2 separate regions of the Mus musculus genome follow, and region 1 is linked to region 2. Evidence: chromatin contacts called from public promoter capture Hi-C data. All regions are on one chromosome and are shown on one strand. The core of a region is the stretch at or near the end of the contact, and the rest is flanking DNA. Distances in the headings are between cores, read along the strand shown.

What was found. Promoter capture Hi-C pulls out the DNA fragments that hold promoters and counts their contacts.
Region 1: a contact with region 2 is called in a promoter capture Hi-C map of the 3T3-L1 cell line, with 5 times the contacts expected there. The contact joins the promoter of A430035B10Rik here to the enhancer-like site in region 2. A contact is called at or near these places in 14 of 39 promoter capture datasets (the 3T3-L1 cell line, 3T3-L1-derived adipocytes, the C10 cell line and 9 more), 2 of 115 datasets of contacts at active chromatin or transcription factors (astrocytes and craniofacial prominence) and 1 of 9 other capture datasets (liver).

The regions. Positions count from the first base shown.
Region 1 is chr6:8,504,868-8,510,545 of GRCm38.p6, forward strand. A430035B10Rik (RIKEN cDNA A430035B10 gene) reads right to left here and starts at 4,294. Exons shown (of 2, transcript NR_040452.1): 1 at 4,112-4,294; 2 at 2,192-3,944. It overlaps Glcci1 (glucocorticoid induced transcript 1), which reads left to right and starts at 4,733. Exons shown (of 8, transcript NM_133236.3): 1 at 4,733-5,452. The coding sequence starts at 5,020.
Region 2 is chr6:7,731,077-7,736,999 of GRCm38.p6, forward strand. No RefSeq gene overlaps it. Among named protein-coding and RNA genes, the nearest start is that of Gm46950, 9.8 kb to the left of the region's middle. Within about 2 kb of position 2,470, at least 26 of the 459 cell types and tissues checked have an H3K27ac peak or open chromatin away from gene starts, as enhancers often do.

The sequences.
Region 1 (5,678 bases), core at 3,044-5,543, 780 kb after region 2:
GACCTGTAGAATCAATGTTGGCAGTGGTGGTGGTGGTGGTGGTGGTGGTGTCTCTTGCTGATAGTCTTTTTGTTAGCAGTATCCCTGGCAACTCTGGCAGTGATGTAGAGCATCACAGAGCAAGAGACAGGAAGCCTTTGTGTATGTATGTCTAGTCTCTCTTCCTCTTCTTATAAGGCTTATAAGATCACCAGATTGAATCACGGGGGCTCCACCCTAAAATGTGCTTACCTCTGAAGCAAACAGTCAGTTTCAATTTCTACACTTCTACATTCTTATTTGTGTGCATGTGTGTACACCTACTGTGTGTGTCACGGTGCGCACAAGGAGGCCAGTAGACAGCCTCTGGGAGTTGGCTCTCTTTTCTCCGTGTGGGTTCCTAGGATGGAACTTTAGCTTTCAGGCTTGATGGCCAAGCTCCCTCATTGTGGAGTTATCTCACTAGTTCACGTTTCCATGTGCTTTCAAAACAGAAACCAAAACCAACCAGCCAAACAACAACAACAAAGAAAACACCACTAAACTGTTTATTTTATTAATATAGATGTTTTATCTGCATGTAAATCTCTGCAGCGCGTGTGTGCTGGTGCCCGTAGAGGCCAGAATAGGGTGACTGTTGCAGGATGTTTGATCACACTGTGGACCCTGAGATTGTGTTATGGTGGCTCAGTTATTAACACACCTTTAATCCCTCTGGCCAGAATAATGACATGTCCCTCCTACACACCTTTAATCCCAAACAATGAAGGTAAAGTTGGTTTGTAGAAGAAAGCACCCATGCTTGCAGGGGGACAGAGACAGAGAGATACAGACAGACAGACAGACAGACAGACAAACATGGATGGGGCAGCTTGAATCTGTTAGTGTGGAGAGGAGATTTGAGCCAAAACAGCAGAAGTTCAGAAAGAACTAGAAAGGGGCTAGCTTATTCAGCAGCAGGTCCCAGAAGCTGAAAACATTGTAGGCCTAGATTAGATTATATGGAAACGAGAAGTTTCCAGGGGCAGGCCTAGGTTAGCAGACTAGGGTAATAAGCTTGGAGATGACATGCCAGGACCTAATTACAGGTGATGGTTACAGGTAGTTGTGAAACATCACGTGGATACTGAGATTTGACTCTAGGTCCTCTAGAAAAGGAGCAAGTGCTTTTAACAGCTAGGCCACCTCCGCAGCTCTGAGTTTCCCCATTCTTAATATCTCACATTGGGGATAAACCTCAGCATGACTTTTAGGGGACAAATCATATTCAAACTGGAAGGCATTAAGTCTTAAAAGCATGGGTAGAAGAACCAAGCAGATGGAACTGGTAGTTCTACAAGGCCTCACAATTTTTTCATTCTGTTCTCTCTCTATGAGGGGCAGCTTATTGTTAATTGCATGTAGTTGGAAACGTCTCCTTTCTCCTGTTCTAGGTTAGTCTATGGATGGTTCTGGGATTTGCAAATTGTTGTTCCATAAATATCCAAAATATGAGGCCTGAGAAAAGAGGTGTTCATTATTATAATTTTAATTACATGCATTTAGTTTGGATGGAGTGTTGTGCATGTTTGTGTGTCTGTCTGTCTGTCTGTGTGTGTGTGTGTGTGTGTGTGCTTGCACACTTGAGTAGATCAGAAGAAATTTCTGGTAACTCCTGATGAGTTACCAGAAAGTGAAAATAATATTGTAAGATTAGATAGTATCTGGGGGTAACTTAATGGCACAGCACTTTGAGCAGCCTATGGAAGGCTCTGGGTTCAATTTCTTGGGCAAACTGCCCCTATCTTTCTATACTGAGTTCTGGGGAATCACACTCATGTGGTCAGATTTGACCAAGTGCTTTCTTTTTTACCCACTGAGCCAACAAAGGTGTTTCTAAAGTTATCAACTTGTGCTTTCACTCCCTCAGGACAGAGCAGTGTAGTAATGGGTTTATAACTAACATTAGGCCTTATGTAACAAGTTCAGAGGTCATTACACTCACACTCAATGAACAGGGAAATTGCACAGGGCCTGTCTATGCTACAGTAGTATAACAGTGGACTTCAAACCCAGCAACCCATACTGTGGCTACAGGGTTTATTGTATCTGATGTATAGTGTTTAGCTAGAAATAAGTCTGTAATAATATTTACTTTTTCCAATGCTTCTATATTCTCTTGGCTTTTGTTACCATCTGCAGTAAGAACAAATTATCACACATTTAACTAACAGGCATTTGAAGGCAGATGCTGCATTTATTGTAGCTCATTTAAATTCTTAGGTATGACCATCATGAGAATAAAGTTTTTAGAGGGAACCATATTTTCTTGAATAAAGAGAAAATGATTGGAATTTCAAAAAACTCATGATGAGTTACCAGAAAGTAAAAGTAATATTGTAAGATCAGATAGTATCTGTGGGTAATTCAATGGCACAGCATTTTGAGCAACCTATTCAAGACTTTGGGTTCAATTTCTAGCATGAGATGCATTAAAAAATTGGCACTTAAAAACTCATGCAAATTCTCTCATTTAGATTTTAGATACAACTTAAACTTATTACATCAGATCTGAATGAACAAGAAACCTAAAATTATGGCCAGCTCTATTGTTTTTGATCCAAACGAACTGCTACTGACCATTGCCAACGGTGGCTCACTATGACTTTAGAATCATGATCATCTAATGTGTTGAGGTTGGTCCAGAGGTGACCCAAGATGACATTTCTATAATGAAGCTGTGCTGTGATCAAATTACCAACGTTAGACATTTATCAGTAGTTTAAAACCTTTATACATTTTAGTATAACATTGTTGTAATCTTATTCTTGCTATTCCAAAAAAAAAAAACCCACCAAAAGAAGCCATTTATTGTTTCTATTCACAAAAGGTTATACTTAGTGAAACCATTAATCTTTAGATGAAAAAATTAATACAATAGACAAATTATGTCAAATTTTAAAGTTATTTTGTTCTATAGATAATTAAAGTATAATTTGTTCTAGAAAGTAAGAAAAGGGAGCTGCTAGTCATGTCTAAAAGCTCGTTTGGACATCTGTGAGCTACCATAAAGTCTCTTAATCAGAACACGCATCTTCTGCTTGGAGGTACTAAGGGCACAGGGCTTCTTCAGACGCCTGCCTGGGTCCCTCTGGCCTCAGCTTCCACTTAGCTGAGTGATCTCAGACAAGACAATTAGTGTCTTTGTGCCCCAGATAAAGCAGGGAGGATAATAACAGCACATACCTTGTGGATTATGTGAAGAACGAATGAGTTAACACATAATAATGTCCTTAGAACAGTGGCTAGCACGTGGTGAATGTTTAGTAAACATTAGCTATTATTTTTATATGTGATAAAGCATAGAACTATGACTAATATAGTAGGATATAGTACTAGATGCTATTTTTTGTATTTTGATTAGGCATCATCAATATTTTTTCTAAACAACAATTTACTGTGCTTCTTATTTTTTCTTATTTTTTTAAAAATTTTCATTTAATTTCATTTAATTTCTGTCTGACCACACAGGGAAGCAGAGAAAGGTGGCTCCTCTGAGTGAAACTGATCATTTAGTGCCTGGAATCAGGAAGCTTGCCAGTGTGGGCAGACACCAGGCAGACGCCAATCTGACACGCCACTTCTTTATTTTGTAAAATCTTATGTTTTTGTTTATCTCATGTGAATTAATAGGAGGTATCTGATGTAGAGCTTTAACTATTCCTGATTAGGGTTTTATATACTTTCTTATGCCCATCTAAAATCTTCGTACTTCTCATTTTCCTTGCAGAAGAATAACCCCCAGTGCCATCACACAGAGGAAATGACCACAATGAATTGTTACATTATGCCTGGTCTTTCTCCCAAGAGACCATCAGCTCCGGGGTAGTAAACTAGGTGCTCTCCATTAATAAATCTGATGATGCGATGCTGTAAATTTTCTTGTTGACGTGTACAATTCAGAATGTGATGTTCTCCACCCTACCCTGTAACGACAAACAGGTTGTAATGGCAGGTGCATTTTGTTCAATGTAGCATCCATACACTAATCCTGAAGTTGTTTTGATTCACAAGGCGACTAGGACACTTAAAGACATTTCTAAGATTAAAAGGGTTAAGGATCCTTCACTCAGCTTTAACTAAAACATCTCACCGGATGCAGGTGTATTTGCAAAATTAGTTTGGCTTCAGCGTCCTCAGCCCCAGGTTGTAGAGAGCACTGGAGGGTGGAATCCTTGTAACTTGCTTATCGCAGCGCGCGCGTGTCTTTGGGCGTCGGAGTCCGCGCAGGGCACGTATGGACCCACTTTTCTAACCTGACCCTCACCTCAAAGCCTGTCAACTCTTAAGTCCCTCCCTCCGCGCGAGGCCCGCCTCTCTCATCCACTTCCATGCTCCGCCCCCAGAGCGGAAACGTGGTACTGTAATTGGCCGAGTCTCCTCTCACTCCGACAATACAACCATTCCTTGGCATCCCGGAGTAGGGTGGCGCTGCCAATCACAGCGCTCGCAGCCGCAGGAGCCGGGTCCGGAACGCCCAGAGGCGGGGCCGGAGGCGGGGCGCCGACACAGGATTAGTTGCCATTCCGAGTGAGAAGCGGGTCGAGGTGGCGGCGGCAGCGGCGGCGGCGTTTGCGGTGGCGCGGGTTACGCGCAGCGCGAGGCGCCTCGAGGCCCCTTTCTCTCCTCCGAGGCTAAAGTCCCGGCGCTGCCCGTGGTCGCCGAGTCGTGTCGCGCGGGCGACCCCCCGCGAGGGCTGAGCAGCCGCGGGAAGCGGGCGAGTGCCCTGTCAGCGCGATGCCCGGGGCGGCGGCGGCGGCGGCCATGGGCTCGACGCGGGCTCTGCCGTGAGCGCCCCGCAGAGCGCCGCGGGGCGGTTGAGCCGTTGGACGTTGGCCGTCGCGGCGTCCCCTCCCCCTCGGCGGCGGGGTGCGCGTCGGAAGGGGAGCCCCGCGGCTCCGCCCCTCCCCGCCCCTCCCCCGTACACATCGCACGCACCGCGGCGCCGGCTCCCACACGCTCGCTCGCGCGCCCGCCCGCCCGCCCGCCCGCGGAGCCACCATGTCCACTGCGTCCTCCAGTTCCTCTCAGACCCCTCACTCCGCGCCGCAGAGGATGCGGCGCAGCACCGCGGGCTCCCCGCCCGCCGCTGCCGGGAGCGGGACGGGGCCGGCCGGGAGCTGCGCACCGGCTGCGGGAGCCGGTCGGCTGCTGCAGCCCATCCGCGCCACGGTGCCCTACCAGCTCCTGCGGGGCAGCCAGCACAGCCCCACGCGCCCGGCCGCCGCCGCCGCCACCGCCGCCGCCGCGCTCGGCAGTCTCTCCGGGCCCGGAGGGGCCCGCGGCCCCAGCCCGTCCAGCCCGACTCCACCGCCGGCCGCTGCCCCAGCCGAGCAGGCGCCTCGCGCCAAGGGCCGCCCGAGACGGTCCCCCGAGAGCCGGCGGAGGAGCAGCTCACCTGAGAGACGGAGTCCCGGCTCGCCCGTGTGCAGAGGTAGCGAGCCCAACCCTCCCGTCCTCCCGGGCTGCGTCTCCCCGACGGTGCCCTGCGTGGAAAACTTCAGCCTCTCCGGGCTTCTGTTTGCTAGTGCATTACCGAAGGTGTGAAAGTGGCTTTGGGAATCTCACCCCCCACCCTGAGGTCGCTGCAGGGCTTGGAGGAGCGACCTGGAAATCAACTTTTATCCGACCCTCACACCGCCACTCAGATTTTATCTTGC
Region 2 (5,923 bases), core at 1,220-3,719:
ACAGTGACTCTAAGAATCGCCTGGGGCCCACCCACACAGTTCTGAGATAGTATCTCCATTTCAAGATCTTTAACGTACGTATATCAATCTAATCAAGGTCCCTTTTGCTGTAAAAGCCAGGACACTCACTGTGCAGAGGAAGAGTACAAAGTACTTAACCTGACACTTTAGCATGAGGTTTAGTTTGAACAGAAAGCCACTAAAATGAGGGAACAGGAGGAAAACGCTCTGTACACACACACACTCACACACTCACACATACACAGATACACACACACATACACACCCTGTGCCACACAGCGGATTATAAATTTCTCTTTTCCAGGTGCCCCGTATGCATACACATTTCTTTTTTTTTTTTTTTTAACACTCTTTTTTCCCCGAGACAGGGTTTCTCTGTATATCTCCGGCTGTCCTGGAACTCATTTTGTAGACCAGGCTGGCCTCGAACTCAGAAATCCTCCTGCCTCTGCCTCCCAAGTGCTGGGATTAAAGGCATGCACCACCACTGCCCGGCTTGCATACACATTTCTAATATCAAGAACTGGATACAATGCTACCACCAAAGATACCAAAGAAGCTACTAAGGGTGATCTGTGGCAGGCCAGGAAGGCTGGGAAGATCTGAGGAAAGGGAAGGAACCCTGCATTCAGGATCTGATTGAAGCCTGTCTCTCCTACCAAACAGCAAGAATTCTAGTACAGTTCCCAACTGCTTAAGACCTTTCTCCTTTCACACAGCTGTAGACCTGAAGTTTCTAGAAAGTTTTCTCTTGTCCCCATTTACAGAGGACAGAGACTAACCCCTCAGGTGATTCTGGTGGCTTCCTGCTTTTCCTTTATCAGATTGCAATTCCATCTGAATCACCTCTGAGCTTCCAGCTACCACAGATCTCTCACAGAAAGGGGAAGAGGGGGAGGAGTGGGTTCACATTGTAACTGGAGAGCCACCATAATGCTGTACGTGGCCAATGCTTACTGTTCCAGGAGGAGGCCTACTGCACTTGGCTCAGTCCTGTATCATAATACCTTTAATAAAATGTCCTTCCCTGTTCCCGAGAGTCCTAAAATGACATACACTGTTGAATCTTGGTTTGACTTGGGTTGAAGCCCGTAAATGTCTAGGGGAACCCTTCGGGCTGATGAGAGTGGCAGTGTGAGTCTGGGTGTCTGTCCTATCACTGTTGACATAATGTAAAGCTTTGTTTTCTATGGTTTCCATTATCTAACCTCTCCACACGCTATCTTTGGAAACCTACAGTACTTTCTGTCATCTTCTCTTGCTGCTTTGAGGGAGAACTCCTGGAAAGAAGCGGTCTGCAGAGACTGACTGACTAATGTCAGTCCTGTGGGGGTGGGGGTGGGGGTGGGGTGGGGGTGGGGGTGGGAATGTTACAGGTCCAACGGCTACTTAGTTTATCTTAGGCTTGCTTTAGTCACAACTCCTAACAGCCATTCCTTGCTCACCTGTGTCAGAACTAACATCCTGTGACTAACGGATGAAAACCTTGGGAATCTATTAACTGAGTAGGCCCCTAGCTTGCACCAACTCCAAGGCTAAGAATGTCATCCGACAGCGTCTGAAGACGTACAGAAAGGACGACCTCCAAGCTTGCTGTAACCGCCTCTCTAAAGTACCCCTCCATGTGTTTCCAACTCGCCTTGATTTATGACTTTGTTCTGTAAATCTATAAATGTTCATGAATCTGCTTCCACTTTGAAGCAAGTAGTTTGGGGTGGCTTAAATCTGAATTCCTAGCCTTGGTCACTCAAAATGGCCCCAGAGTAAACCATCTTAGCCCCTTAAAGATGAAAGCTGTGGCTGTGGCACCAGCAGTTATGGTGCCACGGCATTCTAACAATGCCCCACTTTTCACTGGAGGAATTACCCGATTGGAAGCCAGCTGTGTGCATGGACCCACTGAGGCCAGGCTATTTGGTGTTATTTCCTCAGGCAGATTGTTGGTGTGATTTTTCTCCTGGGGCTCTGGTTGGGCTTCTAGTTTGGTTGGCAGTACATTTTCCCCAAATTACAAATTATAAATGTGACACAAACCAAATTCTTATATTCTACTTTTTTAAACCGTTAGACAAGTGTTTCCTATCGAAATTTACGTCCCTCAAGTCAGAATGCCTTGCATGAGACTGTGCAATAAAATCACTGCCCACCAGGTGGCAGTCATGGTACAGTAGCTCTCAAAGACTGGCGTTGATTGGGGAGTTGCTCAACGTTTAAACAGAGTTGCCATCTGACCCAGTAATTCCATTCTTAGATTTATACGCAGGAAAGTGTAAAACACATGTCTATACAAAAACTTGTACATGAACGCTTGTGACTATTAACGGTAGTCAAAATGTAAAGTACCCAGTGTCCAGACACTAAGAAGGCCATAAACAAAATATGGTATATACAAAGGGAAGGGTGTTACTCAGCCACAAAAATGAACAAAGTGCAGATTCATGCTGCAGCATACATGAACAATGAAAACATTATACTAGGCAGGAGCCAGACAGAAGAGGTTCAGGTTGTGTTAGTCTATCTATATGAACTCTGTTCGCAAAGTAACAGAGACAGAAAGCTGGCTAATGAGTGCGGAAAGCTGGGCAGAAAGCATAGGAAATGACTTTCTTCTTCAGGTGATGAACAATATCATAAAGTTAGTTGTTAACACCTTTGGGAAGATGCTAAACCTACTACACTGTACAGTTTAAACAGCAAATATTATGTGTGAAGGATGGCATAGGAAACACAAGACTTAACAAAACAGTCATAAAGCCACTGTTGCAATGGGGTTGGAGTGGGGGTGTCCATTAAAATTAAGAAAATGCCACCACCAACGTGTCTCAATAGCACAAAATGTGTGGGGAATACTATTTTGAGCATTAGCGAGTCACTATATGACATAGACACATAATGCCTATACTGTCTGGTTTTATGTGTCATCACATGTCAGAGTCACCAGAGAGAAAGGAGCCTCAGTTGAGGAAATGCCTCATGATATCTAGCTGTAAGGCATTTTCTCAATTAGTGATCAGTGGGGGAGGGCCCCATCGTGGATGATGTTATCCCTGGGCTAGTGGTCCTTGATTTTATTAGAGAGCAGGCTGAGCAAGTCATGAGTAGCAGGCCAGTAAGCAGAACCTCTACGGCCTCTGCATCAGTCCCTGCCTCCAGGTTCCAGCCTGGCTAAGTTCCTGTCCTGACTTCCTCCAATGAAGGACAATGTGTAAGCCGAATAAGCCCTTTTCATCCCAACTTGGTTTTTGGTTATGGTGTCTTCATTGCAGCAATTCAAGCCCTAACCAAAACAATGACCAAAGGTTATAAGTTACAGTTGGCTTCTACTTCATTTCCAGAGCACAGCTAAGCAAGAGATGGTCCATAAGTCAAATCACAAATTACCCAGAAATTAAGAATTTACATTTTAAGGGTTGAAAGTAGCAAGAGAATTGTATGAAAGTCAAATTTTAGGATCTACAAATAAAAGTTTATTGGAACACAGCTGTGCCCATTTTGTGTGAGAATGACAGGTATTCTAGTTTGTTTCTCTGTTGCCATGGTAAAATACCAAAATAGCTTGTGGGGGTGGCTATTTGGCTCACAGGTTACAGTTCATCTTTGAGGGAAGCCGGGGAAGAAACTTAAAGGAGACACCATGGAAAAATCCTGCTCGATACCTCGTTTACTTGGCTTGCCCAGTTACCTTCCTTTAATCCCAGCACTTGGGAAGCAGAGGCAGACAGATTTCTGAGTTCCAGGCCAGCCTGATCTATAGAGTGAGTTCCAAGACAGCCAAGGCTACACAGAGAAACCCCGTCTCGAAAAAACAAAAACAAAAAAAGAATACTTGTGAAAAATACCAGTGCACCTCACTGTGTTTGCGTCTTTCCTGCTTCCTTTGAACAAATAAGCCAAATCATCCACACTATGCTAACATTTGCCTTCCTGCTCAATTAAGATTCTATTGTTTCTGTGTTTCTTACTGATTTAAATGAGCACAAAGGCCTGGGGTGGGTGCCCTTCCAGCTGTTTGCTCATATCATATCTGTTTCCTCCTCTTCTTCTTCCTCCTCCTCCTCTTCCTTTTCTGCCCTCTAACTGAGATCCTCCTGCCTCTACCTCCCAAGTACCGGGATCCAAGGTGTATACCACTACACCCAGCTATATAGTTTTTCTTCAGCCTGGGTTAACAGACAGTGTTTATTCTTCTCTTTCATATCCTTCAGACCTTTGAGTATGCAAAAGTCTGACCCTGAACTATGACTCTTGGAACCTGAGCTGTCTCAGAAGGACCTGAGGGCCTTTAGCCCTAGCTTCCCAGTAAGGCTGCTTCCTTACCATGACCTCTTGTTTATCCCTTCCTGTTTGGCTTTTCCTATGAATGCCAGTGTTTCCTAAAATCCTCAGATACGTTGTTTTAGATTCTGTGTCTCAATCCCCATTTATGGGGACAGCCTAAACTAAACTAAAACACCAAAACTCAAATCACAACCTCTGTAGATATTTAAGTTTAATCAGCTTGTATGAAATGTGTTTATAGGAACATATGAAGTCTCCAGAAATGGCAGCTTTCCCAGCAAGCGTCTAGATAAACTATTCTAGATGCTAGAAATGAATTTGTTCTCCTCCCCACAGAGGTCAGGGAGAAATGCCTGCAATGGGATTCAAAGTAAATTTCTCCTTCTATTTCCTGTAGGGTAATGGTCTCCTGCTAACTGAAGTTCTTACTCTATTGCCTTAGATTTAGATGCACCTCCTTATACATAAACTTATTGGATATTGTCTGAGTGTGTGCCACACTTTAATGTTTATATTAAATACACCTTAAATGTATATGCATTGGGTATGGTTCATATATAAAATATGTATGTAGAGAATCCCACTCACTATTACCCATTTCTATTCCTTCCTCCACAAAAGTCAGTCAAAAGGAAGATGCAACCTCTTTCATCCTTTATTCTGCTCTGGTCTCAATCTCTAACACATCTTCTAATCATGGGGATGCCTGTGGCCATGTTGTCTCTGGCATTCTTCCACATCTAGCCAGGACATCTCTTGATCACTGTGCCTCCTGATAGCATCATTTGCCTCCTGTCTGACCCTCTGCTACTGGACATTCCCTGCACCACCCAGGTCTCCACAACGAAGCTAAAGTCATCCTCCTGCAAATCCACTCAACTGAATTCTGCCTTCTTGCTGGGAAACCTCTTCTGACTTCATTTGCCTACAGAATAAATCTCTGTCTTCTTGATATTAAACTCTTAAGCCCTTAACAAATGGCCTAGCTTCCTTTACAGTTAGCTATGTCTCTCACATGAGTGAATATTTTCAGATAGCTATCCATCTGCTGTGATAAAGGAAACATAAGCTCATTTCAATGCTTTACTACATTCGTGCTGGCTTAATTCAAATATTTTCCAATTATTGAAATACATTAAAAAGCATAGCTTTTATCACGTGGACTGAAAATTCTTAGTGTTAAAAAATATTCACATGCTGAACTGTAATGGCACACACATTTTATCTCAGAACTTGGGAGACAGAAGTAGGTGGATTTCTAAGAGTTTGAGATAAGCCTGGTTTACAGAGTAAGTTCTAGAAAAGTCAGGGCTACACAAAGAAACCCTGTCATGAAACACACATATTCTCATGTTTTATACCATAATACTATTTTTTTTTATTGTGGAAGAAGCACTTAATGAGATCTACCTTCTTAACAGGCTTAAAGTTTATAATACAGCATTGTTATCAACAGGAGCAACATTGTCTAGCAAGGCTCTAGGATTTATGGATGTTGTATAACTCATTTTATATCCACTGAGTTATCATTTCTCATTGTCCCCTGTCCTCAACCCTAACACCCATCATTTTGTCCTTTGCTTCTCTGAGTTCAGATCTCCTGGGTCTCCTGTAAGTGCGACTG